Linked DNA regions of Columba livia: region 2 is linked to region 1. The links are chromatin contacts, called in public Hi-C maps. All regions are on one chromosome and are shown on one strand. The core of a region is the stretch at or near the end of the contact, and the rest is flanking DNA. Distances in the headings are between cores, read along the strand shown.

Evidence for each region. A called contact is a pair of places that touch in the nucleus more often than the background predicts.
Region 2: a Hi-C map of liver shows a contact between it and region 1, with 2.6 times the contacts expected there. The contact joins the enhancer-like site here to the promoter of SOX9 in region 1. A contact is called at or near these places in 2 of 2 Hi-C or Micro-C datasets (crop and liver).

Annotation. Positions count from the first base shown.
Region 1 is chr18:12,500,585-12,506,902 of bColLiv1.pat.W.v2, forward strand. SOX9 (SRY-box transcription factor 9) reads left to right here and starts at 2,215. Exons shown (of 3, transcript XM_065035048.1): 1 at 2,215-3,000; 2 at 4,015-4,268; 3 at 4,758-6,318. The coding sequence starts at 2,570. The coding sequence ends at 5,542.
Region 2 is chr18:12,602,397-12,608,714 of bColLiv1.pat.W.v2, forward strand. All of the region lies in intron 6 of SLC39A11 (solute carrier family 39 member 11), which reads right to left. Among named protein-coding and RNA genes, the nearest start is that of SLC39A11, 99 kb to the right of the region's middle. Within about 2 kb of position 2,460, at least 1 of the 3 cell types and tissues checked has an H3K27ac peak away from gene starts, as active enhancers do.

The sequences.
Region 1 (6,318 bases), core at 965-3,464:
TAGAGCAGAAATTAGAAATAATAATTCAGAAATTATAAAATTACACATGCTAACGTAACTGGAAAGCTCTTTGCCATTTCTCTTTTGTTTATTGTTCAAACTTGTCAAACCACTTTCTTTTGTTAAAACAGATTCTTGTGCAGTGAAAAGGCAGAGCCCCTTTCAGCAGATGGACCTTCGGAATGAAAAATGTTCTAATTATTACGCTTTTCATTAAATCAATTATCCTCCCAAATTGTTTTTGTGTGGAAAGCCACGGAACAATCTGTTGTCACCAGACTTTTCTCCTCCAGGTACATTTGTTCAGGTTTTTGCTACAGCAGCTCCAGCTGAGATAAGAACAATCTAGTGCCTGAGTTTTCTTTGATGCTCCTATAACAAATACATCTACCAAAAGAGATTTGTTAAGCTAAACTCCGTTTGTGCACCAGCCTCGAGCCGAAATTGCCAAGGGAATATATTTCCAAATCATCTCCTTTAACATTCGCTATACGTTTACCTTTTTCCACTGCAAATAATGATACAAAATTCAGCGTATCTGCTCCTGTTTAGCAAAGTAAAGCTACGTAAGGCTGTGAGAACCCCTGTTCGGTGCCACAGGCACGAGAAACCCCAAATGCTCACCAAAAAAAGTCCCCCCTGCTCTCAGCCCCCTGCTCTGTCAGACAAAGGGAACAGGACACTTACCTTTCAACTCCCCCAAAGAAAACTACTCGCCAAAAGTTTGCAAGTGGAAGAAAAAACCCCAACAAAACAACCAAAGTCTCAGGGCAAGATAGCAAAAGACAAGCAGGGTCTGCCGGGGAGGTTGCTTTCAATCGTATTTATTCAGAGCTCCTTCCCCCGCTGCCTTTTTCCCTTTAACTTTTTCTTTCATGTGCCATTTCCAATACCTTTAAAACACACTTATTAACGGGACGGTGACAATGGCGATAAGGGATCCACGGCTCCCGAGCGGCCGCTGCCCCGCAGACCGTGCGGCAGGACAAGGCAGCAAATAAAGCGTAAAGCACCAACTTTAATGCTGGAGTTGAGATGAAAAATCACCCCGTGCGGGTTTGGTGAAGGCAGAACTGGTGAAACGTCTCCCCCAAAAACCCGCTGGTGGAGCCCGGAGTGCAGAGGAAGGAGAGCGGCTGCAGATTCGGTTCTCCGCGAACACCCCCTCTCCTTTAAACCTTGCACCATGAAATCGGCTTTATTTTCTGATCATGACACCTCTCCCGCCAGCATCCCTGCTATTTAATTCTTACGTGTATGGAAAGCAGTTTGCTGATAAAAAGCAAATACCGTATGATTCGCTACAAAGAGAAATATTTGCGTTTATCTGGGGATAGCCCTGGAAAGCTCCCAGCGCTTATTTGTTTGCTACTTTGTTGTTTTGTTTTGATGATAAGAGTTGGTAAACCCAGCAAAACTTTCTGGGGAGGTGGATGGGGGGGGGGTCGGCTCCTTCCCCTTGCAGAGCTGCAGCACCAGCTTCACCGGCCGCAGCGGAGCCGAAACATAATGTTAGAAAGAGAAATAAATGGGGGGGTTAAGGGGACGGATCTACAGCGCGGCCGGACGGGCGCTGCTGCGCCCCCACCAACAACAAAAAAAAAAGAGTAACTTTGGGGCATTTTGGGTTTCACGCACCCCCCGTGTCCGCCCCCGAACAGCCCAGCGCGGGGGGCGCGGACACCCCTCCCCGCGGGTGCGCAGCGCTCCCCGCCCCCGCGCTCCCCGCGCCGTTCCTGGGCCTTTGGCGCCCCCTCTGGACGGCGGCGCGCACCGCCCGCGGGTCCCGCCGCGCCGCGCTCCGGCCCGCGGGGCCCCCGGGCGCCGCCTCGCTCCTCCATCGCCGCTCCGCACCCGCGGAGGGCAGCCCGCGGGAGCAACTCGCAGCGAACCCCCACCCGCGCTCGCAACGGTTATTCCTTAACTCCCGGGAAAGCAGAAAATGCCGCGGCGGGCGGAACGGCGCCGAGGGGAACGGAGTCTGAGACCCGGCGCCGCTCCGCACCCGCGCAACCGGCTCCGTGCACCGCGCCCCGCCCGCAGCGCCCCGTCCACCCGCCCCCTGCGCGGCGCTGAGCGGCGCTGCGCGCCCGCCGGCCCCGCCCCGCGGCAGCGGCTCAGCCAATGGCGTGCGCGCCAGCCCCCGGGGGCCGCCCTCCCATTGGCGGAGCGCTCCCGAGCCGAAATCGCCGCGCAGGGTATTTATTCCCGCGCCGCGGCGCGGGCCGCAGAGCCGCGCTGGAGACCGGCGGGGCACCTGGGCCCGTCCGCCACCCACGGCCCCGCGCCGCCACCCACGGCCACCCCCCTTGCTCCCGTCCTTTCTCTCCTACAACTTGCAAAAGTTTCTCTCCTCACCTTTTTTTTTTTTGTTTTTACTTCGAAGGGTAGGGTAAAATAATAATAAACTTTTGCAAACTTTTTTCCAGCTTTCTCCTGCTCTCCCCAGCCGGTGGAGACTTCGTCTCTCCTACTTTTACTTTTTTAACTCTTCCCTACCCCTTAGCCACCTGATTTTTTTTTTATTTCTATTTTTTCATCCCCTGTCCCCCCTCTGCCAATTTCTCGCATGAATCTCCTAGACCCCTTCATGAAAATGACAGAAGAACAGGACAAATGTATCTCCGATGCCCCCAGCCCCACCATGTCGGATGACTCTGCCGGGTCCCCCTGCCCCTCTGGATCCGGCTCGGACACGGAGAACACCAGACCCCAAGAAAACACCTTCCCCAAGGGTGACACAGACCTGAAGAAGGAGAGCGACGAGGACAAGTTCCCGGTGTGCATCCGAGAGGCGGTGAGCCAAGTGCTCAAGGGCTACGACTGGACCTTGGTGCCTATGCCGGTCCGGGTGAACGGATCCAGCAAAAACAAGCCCCACGTGAAGAGACCCATGAATGCGTTCATGGTGTGGGCGCAGGCGGCCCGGAGGAAGCTGGCTGACCAGTACCCGCATCTGCACAACGCAGAGCTCAGCAAAACCCTGGGCAAGCTCTGGAGGTGAGTGTGGAGGCCGGGACGGGTCAGCGGGGGATGCTGGGGGGAAGGCTGCAGCCTACAAAGTCCACTCGAGCTTGTACCAGTGCTCAGAGGATGTGGAAGAGGAGGGAGAGGATGGTCTCAAGCCTGGAAAACTCACTGAAAACTTTTGCATGTGCTGGCAAACTTGTTTGGCGTGGGAGAAGACAGAATAATAGGGGAAAAGCAGGGAAAGTAGTTCCCCGAGGCTGCCTTCTAGTCTTGCAAGTAGTTTCTCAAGCAATGCCCTGGGTGGCAACTGGACCCGACAGGTTGGGGGGGGGACTAGCAGAGCCCCCCGGCTGGGCGAGCGGGGCCTGCCTTGGCGTTTGTTTGTTTGTGCTCTTGTCCAGAGGAAATGATGGTTTTCTGGATTGCATCAGCTTGGCCCGGGAGGAGAAGCGATGCGAGGGGAGGGGGCGGCAGGAGCCGGCGCAGGGCGAGCGCTGGCCACGCTGTGCCAAGCCCGGCTTTGGGGTGGGTGCGATGAGTGCTGCGTGGCCGGGTGCCCTCCGACTGCCAAAATGAGGCAGGGAGGGGAGAAAAACAGAAGGCAAGTGAGTCACCTGGCTGCCTCTGTGACTGCAGGAGGAGTGGGGGATGAATCCTAAATTTGTGGCTGCTCTTAGGGCAGGAGGAGAAAGCAGTGAGCAAACCTGGCCCTGGCAGGCAGGGACGGGGCCGTCACCTGTAGCACCCCGGGCACAGGACGTACCCCCTTGCAGGGGTGGCTGGGGAGGGACAAGGGCCAGACCTTGTTACCAGTTTCTCACCTCCTGTTCAGCCGCCATAGCAATCCAGCTATTTGGGCTGGAGGGGACAGCAAGGGGATGACAACCAGTGTGTGCCCCAGATGAGGGGTTAAACATCATGGGGGGCTTTGCATGCCGATTCAGGGGGCGGAGACGAGGTTTGTGCTGCTGTTAATGCCATAGTGGGGGCAGCCGGTATTGCCTCCCAGGAGCTGCAGCCCCTCAACCCTCACATCCCCCCCAGGCTGCTGAACGAGAGTGAGAAGCGTCCCTTCGTGGAGGAGGCCGAGCGGCTGCGGGTGCAGCACAAGAAGGACCATCCCGACTACAAGTACCAGCCGCGGAGGAGAAAGTCGGTGAAGAACGGGCAGTCGGAGCAGGAGGAGGGCTCCGAGCAAACCCACATCTCCCCCAACGCCATCTTCAAGGCGCTGCAGGCGGACTCCCCGCAGTCATCCTCCAGCATCAGCGAGGTGCACTCCCCCGGGGAGCACTCGGGTAGGTACCCACAGCCCCACCAGCTGTTACAGGGCGGGGGGGGGGGGGGTTAAGTCACAACCACCTAAGAAAAGTTGCATCCCGAACTAGTCTGACACTGGGATTCGGTAAGGGGGGGGGAAACAGGAGAGAGACCCAGAAATGCAGTGAGAAGGGGTCGGCTGCACCCGGGGAGCTGCTCGCAAATGCTGTGGCCACTTGCACCCCGTGAGAAACGCTAATCCATACTTTTTAAGAAAATAAACCAAAAGACAGCCCCGGTCTCGCAGCTCCCGTCTGAACGCTCGGTTACGTTACCTGGTGCGATAGACGGGCACCGATAGGGCTCGTCCATGTTCCTCGCACCTGGCAATGTTTGTGTTGCCCTACGCAACCGCGTTCAGAAGCGACGCGCTGCTCTGCGCCCGCGGGTTATCCATTAACCGCCGTATCGCACCGTCCCACGAGAGACACCCCCTTCACGCCCGTGCCTCTCTCTTCCTTCTGCAGGGCAATCGCAGGGCCCCCCCACGCCCCCCACCACCCCCAAGACGGACACGCAGCCGGGCAAGCAGGACCTGAAGCGCGAGGGGGGTCGCCCCCTGCAAGAAGGCGGCCGGCAGCCGCCCCACATCGACTTCCGAGACGTGGACATCGGTGAGCTCAGCAGCGACGTCATCTCCAACATCGAGACCTTCGACGTCAACGAGTTCGACCAGTACCTGCCCCCCAACGGCCACCCGGGGGTCCCGGCCACCCACGGCCAGCCCGGCCAGGTCACCTACACCGGCAGCTACGGCATCAGCAGCACGTCGGGTTCGCCGAGTGGCGCCGGCCACGTCTGGATGTCGAAGCAGCAGCCGCAGCCGCCGCCGCAGCCACCGCCGCAGCCGCAGCACGGGCTGGCGGCGCTGAGCGGCGAGCAGGGCCCCGCGCAGCAGCAGCGGCCGCACATCAAGACGGAGCAGCTCAGCCCCAGCCACTACAGCGAGCAGCAGCAGCACTCCCCGCAGCAGCTCAGCTACGGCTCCTTCAACCTCCAGCACTACGGCTCGTCCTACCCCCCCATCACCCGCTCCCAGTACGACTACAGCGACCACCAGAACTCCGGCTCCTACTACAGCCACGCCGGGGGGCAGAGCGGTGGCCTCTACTCCACCTTCAGCTACATGAGCCCCACGCAGCGCCCCATGTACACCCCCATTGCAGACACTTCGGGGGTGCCCTCCATCCCCCAGACCCACAGCCCGCAGCACTGGGAACAGCCCGTCTACACGCAGCTCACCAGGCCCTAAAGCCGTTTAAAAAGAATAATAAAAAATAAATCTAAAAAAAAAAATCAACATCGAAAAAATAAATCACAGAAGCAGCAGCAAGAACGGAGAACTCCCTCAGACTATTGTCTTTCTTTGAAATTAAATAATAATTAATAAAGACGCTACATTTGAAGCTGGCAGGGAGGAGAGGGCGCCTGGACCCTCCTGCGCTGGGGCAGCCTCCGGAGCACCCAGAACTCGGGCCGGGCTTTGCCAAGGACTGGACTTTAATCCGCTTCCAAGGCGCGGCGTGGAAACGACACTTGTAACCAACCGGCTCCTTGACTTGTTCTCTGGACTTCTGTAATGATTTGAGGGGTTTTTTAGCAGTAATTAAAAAAGAAAAAAAATGGGGGGTGGGGAAGAGAAAACTCAAGAGTCCTCTGTGAGGAACATTCTCTATTTTAAATATTTTTTAGTATGTACTGTGTATGATCCGTCACCAATTTGAGGGGATTTATACATATTTTTTAGAGATTTTTTTAAAACGCTCTTATTTTTCCAACAGCTAAAAAAACAAAACAATGACGCTTAGCGGAGCAGTCCGAGGGTTTCTTGCAGAGATATTTTTGTATAGATAAGTGTCTCTTTCTCTACAAATAAAGCAGCAACCCGGCGTGGTTGTAACGCTCGGTTAGCGGCCGGCGTCAGGTCGGCTCCGCAGTGCGGGATTGAGCGGGGAACGAGTGCGGGAGAGGCTTTATTTTTCTAACTAAGAGCAAAACCAGCCGGGAGGAGATTTTTAACTGTATTTT
Region 2 (6,318 bases), core at 1,210-3,709, 100 kb after region 1:
AAAAATATATATATTCAAACAGCAGCTTAGAACAAGCAAGGGAAACAAAACATAAAAAATAGGAAATACAAAAATATAAAGAGTTGGAAATACAAAATTGGAACCTCCTTCACGGCTGGACTTTTCCTTTGACCAAAGTTTCTGAAGACCCAGCAACACCGGTATTTAACTAATGAGGTCAGAGTAGAAGCATATCCAAAGAGCAAAGGTTGCTCCAGTGCTTGTCGCTTTCAAGCGCCGGCCGCAGGTGCTGGCCGTGCCCATGGGAAGAGCTCTGCCGCCGCAGCCAGGTGTCACACACGCGCGTCACCCCTTGGCCCGGTGACTTGTCCTGTCTGGGCATGAGCTGCCCATGTCCTTGGTCTAGAGCGAGTAAACACACGGTTATCTCCCCTCGGCAAACAACTGGGCCATTAAGTGACGGGACTCAGACAATATTTAATTACCCTGATCGTGGGAAGGGGACAGCAAGGGGGAGGCAGAAACTGCAGGGGAAATTCCACAACCGGAGATTAAACGGAGCTGCAAACCAGTGCTGACAGGTTAACAGACAGGTAATATCCCAGCGGTGTTTGCTCAACCAGGCGAGCTGCCCAGAGGAAGGGTGAACACCACGTCCCAAGCACCCGACAGGGAGAACCCCAAATCCAGCACGGGAGAGCAGGACACTTCTCCTCCGCCAGGCAGGGACATCCCTGGCACCAGGACTCATCTCCTAGTGGAGCAAAGTCCGTTTCTACATCAACATGGTGGACCACATCTCAGTGTGGCCAGCCCAGAAGAATCTGCCCTCTGGGGTGTTTGACACCCCAAAGCCTCTCCCAGCAGCTCCTCCATCCCCAGCTCCCGGGGCAGAGCGCTGAGCATCCCTGTTCTTCATGTGCCCTCTCAGGCCATGTCCCCCAAGGAGTTTGGGAACCCTGGCACAGCAAGTGAGGTCCACGGGCTGCCGAGCACCATGCAGGCTGCATTCGGCAGCAGGAGCTAACAAGTGATTAATAGAGGTTACAAGGCTGCACCAGGCAGACAGGAATTTGTTATGAAGGGCAACGAGCACATCAGTGAAAGGTGTTTAAGAGCCCAACAGGTTGTTTATAACCCTCCGTGAACAACTGATTAGCCATTAATCCTCTGTTAGTGCTGCTCTTTCGGAGCGAGGACTCTGCCAGGTTGGCAGAGAAGCAGAAACACTTGAGCAAGAAACCCTGAAGCACTCAACTCAAACCTCCCCCCCCAACAAAGAGCACCCGAGCTGCTCCCTTTGCCTTCACACACGGCGCAGGTCGCTTGGAAATGAGCAATAGGATATTCCAAGCAAGAGGAACATGCTCTCCACTCCAGCATGTATTTGTCTGAACTTTGTTTCCAAAGATTTGCTTATCACTCCTATCGCATAGCATCTCCCCCCCTCAGCCAGCCTCTCCCGCCCCGTGCCAGCTCAGTCACAGGGAAAGACACAAAAAAAACAATTGAAACCTCATCAGCTGAAAGGCAAGGAGGAAAAAGTGCTCTACAAATGTCTTATGGATTCACAATCATTGTGGCACTTTACTGCTTCTGCTGCTGAAGAGCATGGATGTGCTGGACCATCATAGAGCTGAGCTCAGTATCCTGCTCCAGCCAGAAATTTTACACATGGGCTCTCGGATAACTTCAGTGACTTGCAAGTCCCAGGCTTCTTAACTAGGGGGCTTTAGAAAATCCTAGCCCTAATCCTTCTGCACTGTGTTCACCGCCTTTCCCTTCTGTAAAAAGGGGATAATATCTTCCTGCCCCAGAGGAATATTATAATACAAACGCTGGTTTGGAGCCAGTCAGAGGCTGCAGCGATAAGAGCCCTGTAAGGAGCTGAGCACAGAGCCCCCCAAGGAGCCGCTCCCCAAACGCGGCTGCAGCGGTGCCGGCCCTTTGGGAAGGGAACCCATGTCCCAGCAGCTGCCACCTCCACGGAGAGAGGAAAATCGCATCCAGAGATACCTGCACATCTTGGGCACATCAGGGTCACTCCTCTGCCCCTCTGTCCTAAATACAGCACGGGGCAGACTGTGAGGAGCAAAGCCAAGACCAAACGTGCGGCCTCCTCAGGGCTCTGTGCTTTGCCACCATTGCCCTAGACAAGCTCAGATAAGTTACTTTGCCTTTCAGAGCCTCAGTTTCCCCTCTTGAACAAGGCAACGGAAGCAAACCCCACTTCACCTGCACATCCAGAGGGGTTACCAGCCCGAGCCCACCAGTGCTTTACAAAACCCTTGGAGAGCATGGCAGGGAAAGCGTGAGAAAAGCCCAAGACATGACGGTTGTTTTTATGATTAAGAAATTCAGGCTGAGTCAGAGTCAGAGCCGCGTGTTCCCAGAGGCCGGGAGCACACACCAGACACTCAGACTGGTTTCCAAAGGGATTTCAGTGCTTGTCCCCAAAGGGACTGAGCAACAGCCCATGGCTAATGGAGACCCAGCACCTCGGGGTTCCCCTCAGCCCAGTCCAGCAGAGCTGGAGGGAGATTTTGGGCCATCACTGGCAGGGGAGGCAGGATGCCCAGGGGATGCACAGCACAGTTTCACACACGAGTATTTCCAACCGCATACTCAAAATTAGCTATTTTATCACACAGGTGCCTCCTGCAAAAGAGGACGTAGAATCTTGACTCGTCCCTGCAAACAGTGTTGCCCATGAGGAATGCACAACTTCCCTTGCCCTTTAAATCACTCCTCTCCCTCCCTCCTGCCCACACCCACTCATTCAGCGATATTTATTATCGCTACCGATTTCTTAATCTCCAGCACATGATGCAAGAACAGAACTCAGAACAATGTTACACATTAAAACCCGGCCACAAAACAGAGATGTGGGAAAGCTCTTCTCCGCACCGTAAAGTAACTGGGCAAAGCGGGATCGGGGCAGCAGCTCGGCCCCCCGGCAGCGGGCACAGCCCAGACCGGCTGCTTGGGGAAGGATGTCAGAGGTAAAAAACCCCAAATTGCTTTTCCCTGCCTCCCCTGGGACTGTCTCAAATGAGTCACTGTCCCATGACAGGACAGAGCGAGTGGCCGGGCAGGACTCCCAGCTGCAAGTTCTGTCCTTCCACAGAAAGGACTTTTACTGGTGCCGGTTCAGAGGATGCTGGGGTGGTTGGAGGTCATCTCGCTGCTCTGCAAACTCCATCTCAGGCCCGGTCCCTGCACTGCGGGACAGAGGCAGTCGCACCCTTTATTCTTTCATGGCATCTCCTAAATTTGGTCCTAATCCCAACCTGCCTTTTCCTCCAGCAAAAAGTAAAGCCCCTTGCAGCTGGTCCAGCCAAAACTCCTTCCCAAGAGCAAAGAAAAGCCTGGAAGTAAAGAAACTGCAGAAGAGCGTGTCAATAAAAGCCTTTAGAGCCTTGGTGAGGTTCCTGCAAGTGCAGCAAAGCTTCAAAAGGAAAGTGTCAGAGTTTCATGGGCAAAAGACACCATTGCCAGCCCTGGAAGAAGCCAAGTATGGCAGATGATGGAAAACAAAGCTGGAAGAACAAGGAGGAGAGAGAGGGGGACAGAGCAGGAGGGCAGGGGGTGGAAAGAGAGCAGGATCTGCCTGAAGCAAGATCTACAGCCTGTTCCTAAAACTTCCCACTTGTGTGCCAGGCACTCCCGCATACTAATCAGAACTGAGAAAATATCAAACAATTAGGAAGGAAAGTCTCTTGGCAGGGTTTCTCCTGGAGACGTCGGGCTGGTTTTGTTTATGAGCTAGAGGAAGTGGTAACCGCTCCTGTTTGTTCTACTGAAGAAAAGAGAAAGCTCCAGTGTTTTAATTTCTCCGCTGAAAACCCTGGAGATTTCGCCTTAAATGGATCAGAATGGCTGATCTAGATTCACCCTCAGCCTTTTGTTACAAGAAAATATTTTAAGTCATTTTCTCCCTCCCATTCTGCGTGGGGAAAGAAAGGCGCAGTGGACACAAAGCAGGCATTTTTGTGCTCAGAAAATATCAATGAAAAGAGCATTCCAGAGGACAAGGGCACAGCACAGCGCCCGGGCCACGGGAGATGTCCTTGCAGAGCAGCTGGGCAGATGCATCCCCGAGGAAGGGCAGGTATACCAACGCAAAGTCTCCTTTGCATTCTAAAGGCGCACGAGGAGTTCACATGAAGTTCTTAAACAAGCTTTTTTTGCCTTGCAGCTGACACAGGAGGCTGGGAGGGGGTCAGGACAGCAGCAGGGTGGGCACACATGCTCCCACCCATTTACCTGAAGGTACAACCCACAGTTCATTCAACACAAAGTCCCCATATCAACATTTCATTTGGTTTTAAAGGAAGTTGTGTCAGGAGGGCTTGAACTGGCAACCTTGGCAACTTAAACCAGGTTTATGGTGGTTTATATTGTAAGAGTGAGGCACAAGGCACGCACGGGAGGAGCGCGGCATAGCAGGTAGATGCGTTGGCAGGGACAGGTCCTGGCCTGAGATAAACCAGGTCCCAGGACGGAGCCACAGCTGGGGCAGGGGCTGTGCTGGAGAACAAAGCTCCTGAGCCTGTCCCCAAGGCATCGGTTGGTAGAGGCCTTTAAAGCATCTCTCCCCCAAAACACCAGAGCAACCTCCTCCAACAGAGCAGGGCAGAGTGACAGGCAAACTGTGACACTTGGGGCAAAAAACCTCCCAAAAGCTCTGGGCATTTCGGTGCAGAACCAAAATGCATTCACCATGGAAACCCAGCTCCAGGGCTGGTAGTGCTGGTGGAATTTGCAATTGGCTCCAGCTATGGAGGAGGCAGCCTGGACAGGGAAACCTTTCAACGTGAATCGTGTCGACCAAGCAGTCTGTCACTGCTCTGGAAGTGCTTCTCAAGGCAGCCAAACACACTGGCTTATCCAGCGATAATTCACCCCCTGCCAGACAGAGCGATGTGGAAGCACAGCCAGAAAGCTCTCCCAAGCCCTCTGATCCTGGGGGAGTCGGAGAAGAATGATGAGAAAGGGAGAGGCAGAGCAGGAGGTTTCCAATGCCTTTTCTTTGGGGAAGGCAGCACATGAAACCATCCCTGCATCCGCTCCAGGAACACTGTGTAGGTGGCCTGCTGGGTGTGCTGGAGACAGACTGAGACAGCAGATGCCTCTGCATCGCAGCCCTAAGGCCACTGTCACCCCAGCATCAGCCTCTTGCTTCTCCCCATCCTGCCCCTGCACACACCAGCCCCAATTCCCAAAGCGATGCCCCAGCTCTGGCTCAGAGTTACCATGCAAAGCGTCCTCAAGACCAGCCCAGCCCTTGGCACCCACGTTTCCAGGTCACGCTCCTGGATCAGCAGCTTTTTAAATACAGCTTAACAGTTTTTCTAAGTACCAAGTGCTTTTGGCTGAGCCCAGATCCACAGGTGTCACATTTATAGCCCCAGATCTGCTCCCTCCCCACCCCTTATTGCCTTGACACCATGGTCTCATAGTTGCTACTGGGTGTGTACCTCCAGGAGATCAGGAACTGCTATAGCTCCAAAAGTTTGAAGAAATGAGGCAGACACAGCCCTGGTGCCCTTGGTGCCCACCAGTAGGGAGAATGCCCTCATAAGGGATTTAATTCAGGTCTCAAAGCATCAGCAAGAGCCCTCAGCAGCAGGTCAGCCACCTACCAAGCACACCCCGGGAGTTCACCATGCTATACCCTCCACTTTGCACAGGGATGTTCCTAATCCAAAATTACCTTCTCCTGCCCTCAAAAAGCCATCTTCCAGCTCTGCAGCCACATCCAAACCGGCCCTTAAGCAGAGCTTTACCAACTACACCCTTACAGGGATGTCACTGGGCATGCACAGGATGGGCTCAGCCTGGGCAGCATTTTGGGGAGCAGCTGGGAAAGCGAACAGCCCCCCCGCCTGCCCTGCCCGGCTCCAGCCCGCACCGAGCCCGCCAGCAGCGCCCGCTCCCCCCGGGAGGGCTCGGACCCGTTTGGGGGCAGGGACAGGCGATCAAAGCCACCAGCGAAGCGGAGCGGGGCAGCGGCAGCCGGGCAGGGGCAGCCGCGGAGCGTCGCTGCCATCCAGCGGCCATGGGACAGGGTACGGACACCCCCGCTCCTCCCGCTCCCCAGAACTCACTATCGATCCCTCCCTGGACTTTCTCCATAGCAGACACCGTTGTGATTTCCCCCCCCACCCCCACCCCGCTATAACGCACTGAATTGCCTGGATGGAGCAGCCCTGCCCCGTTTAACTGCTGCTCTCCAGAAGGCTGGCTGCTCCATGGCCTTCTCCACACTTTTTCCCCCAGCTTTTTCATCTCGGAGAAGAACAGAGAGGAACAAGGACACGCCGTCAACCCTGGGCACGATCACAGACACCGCAG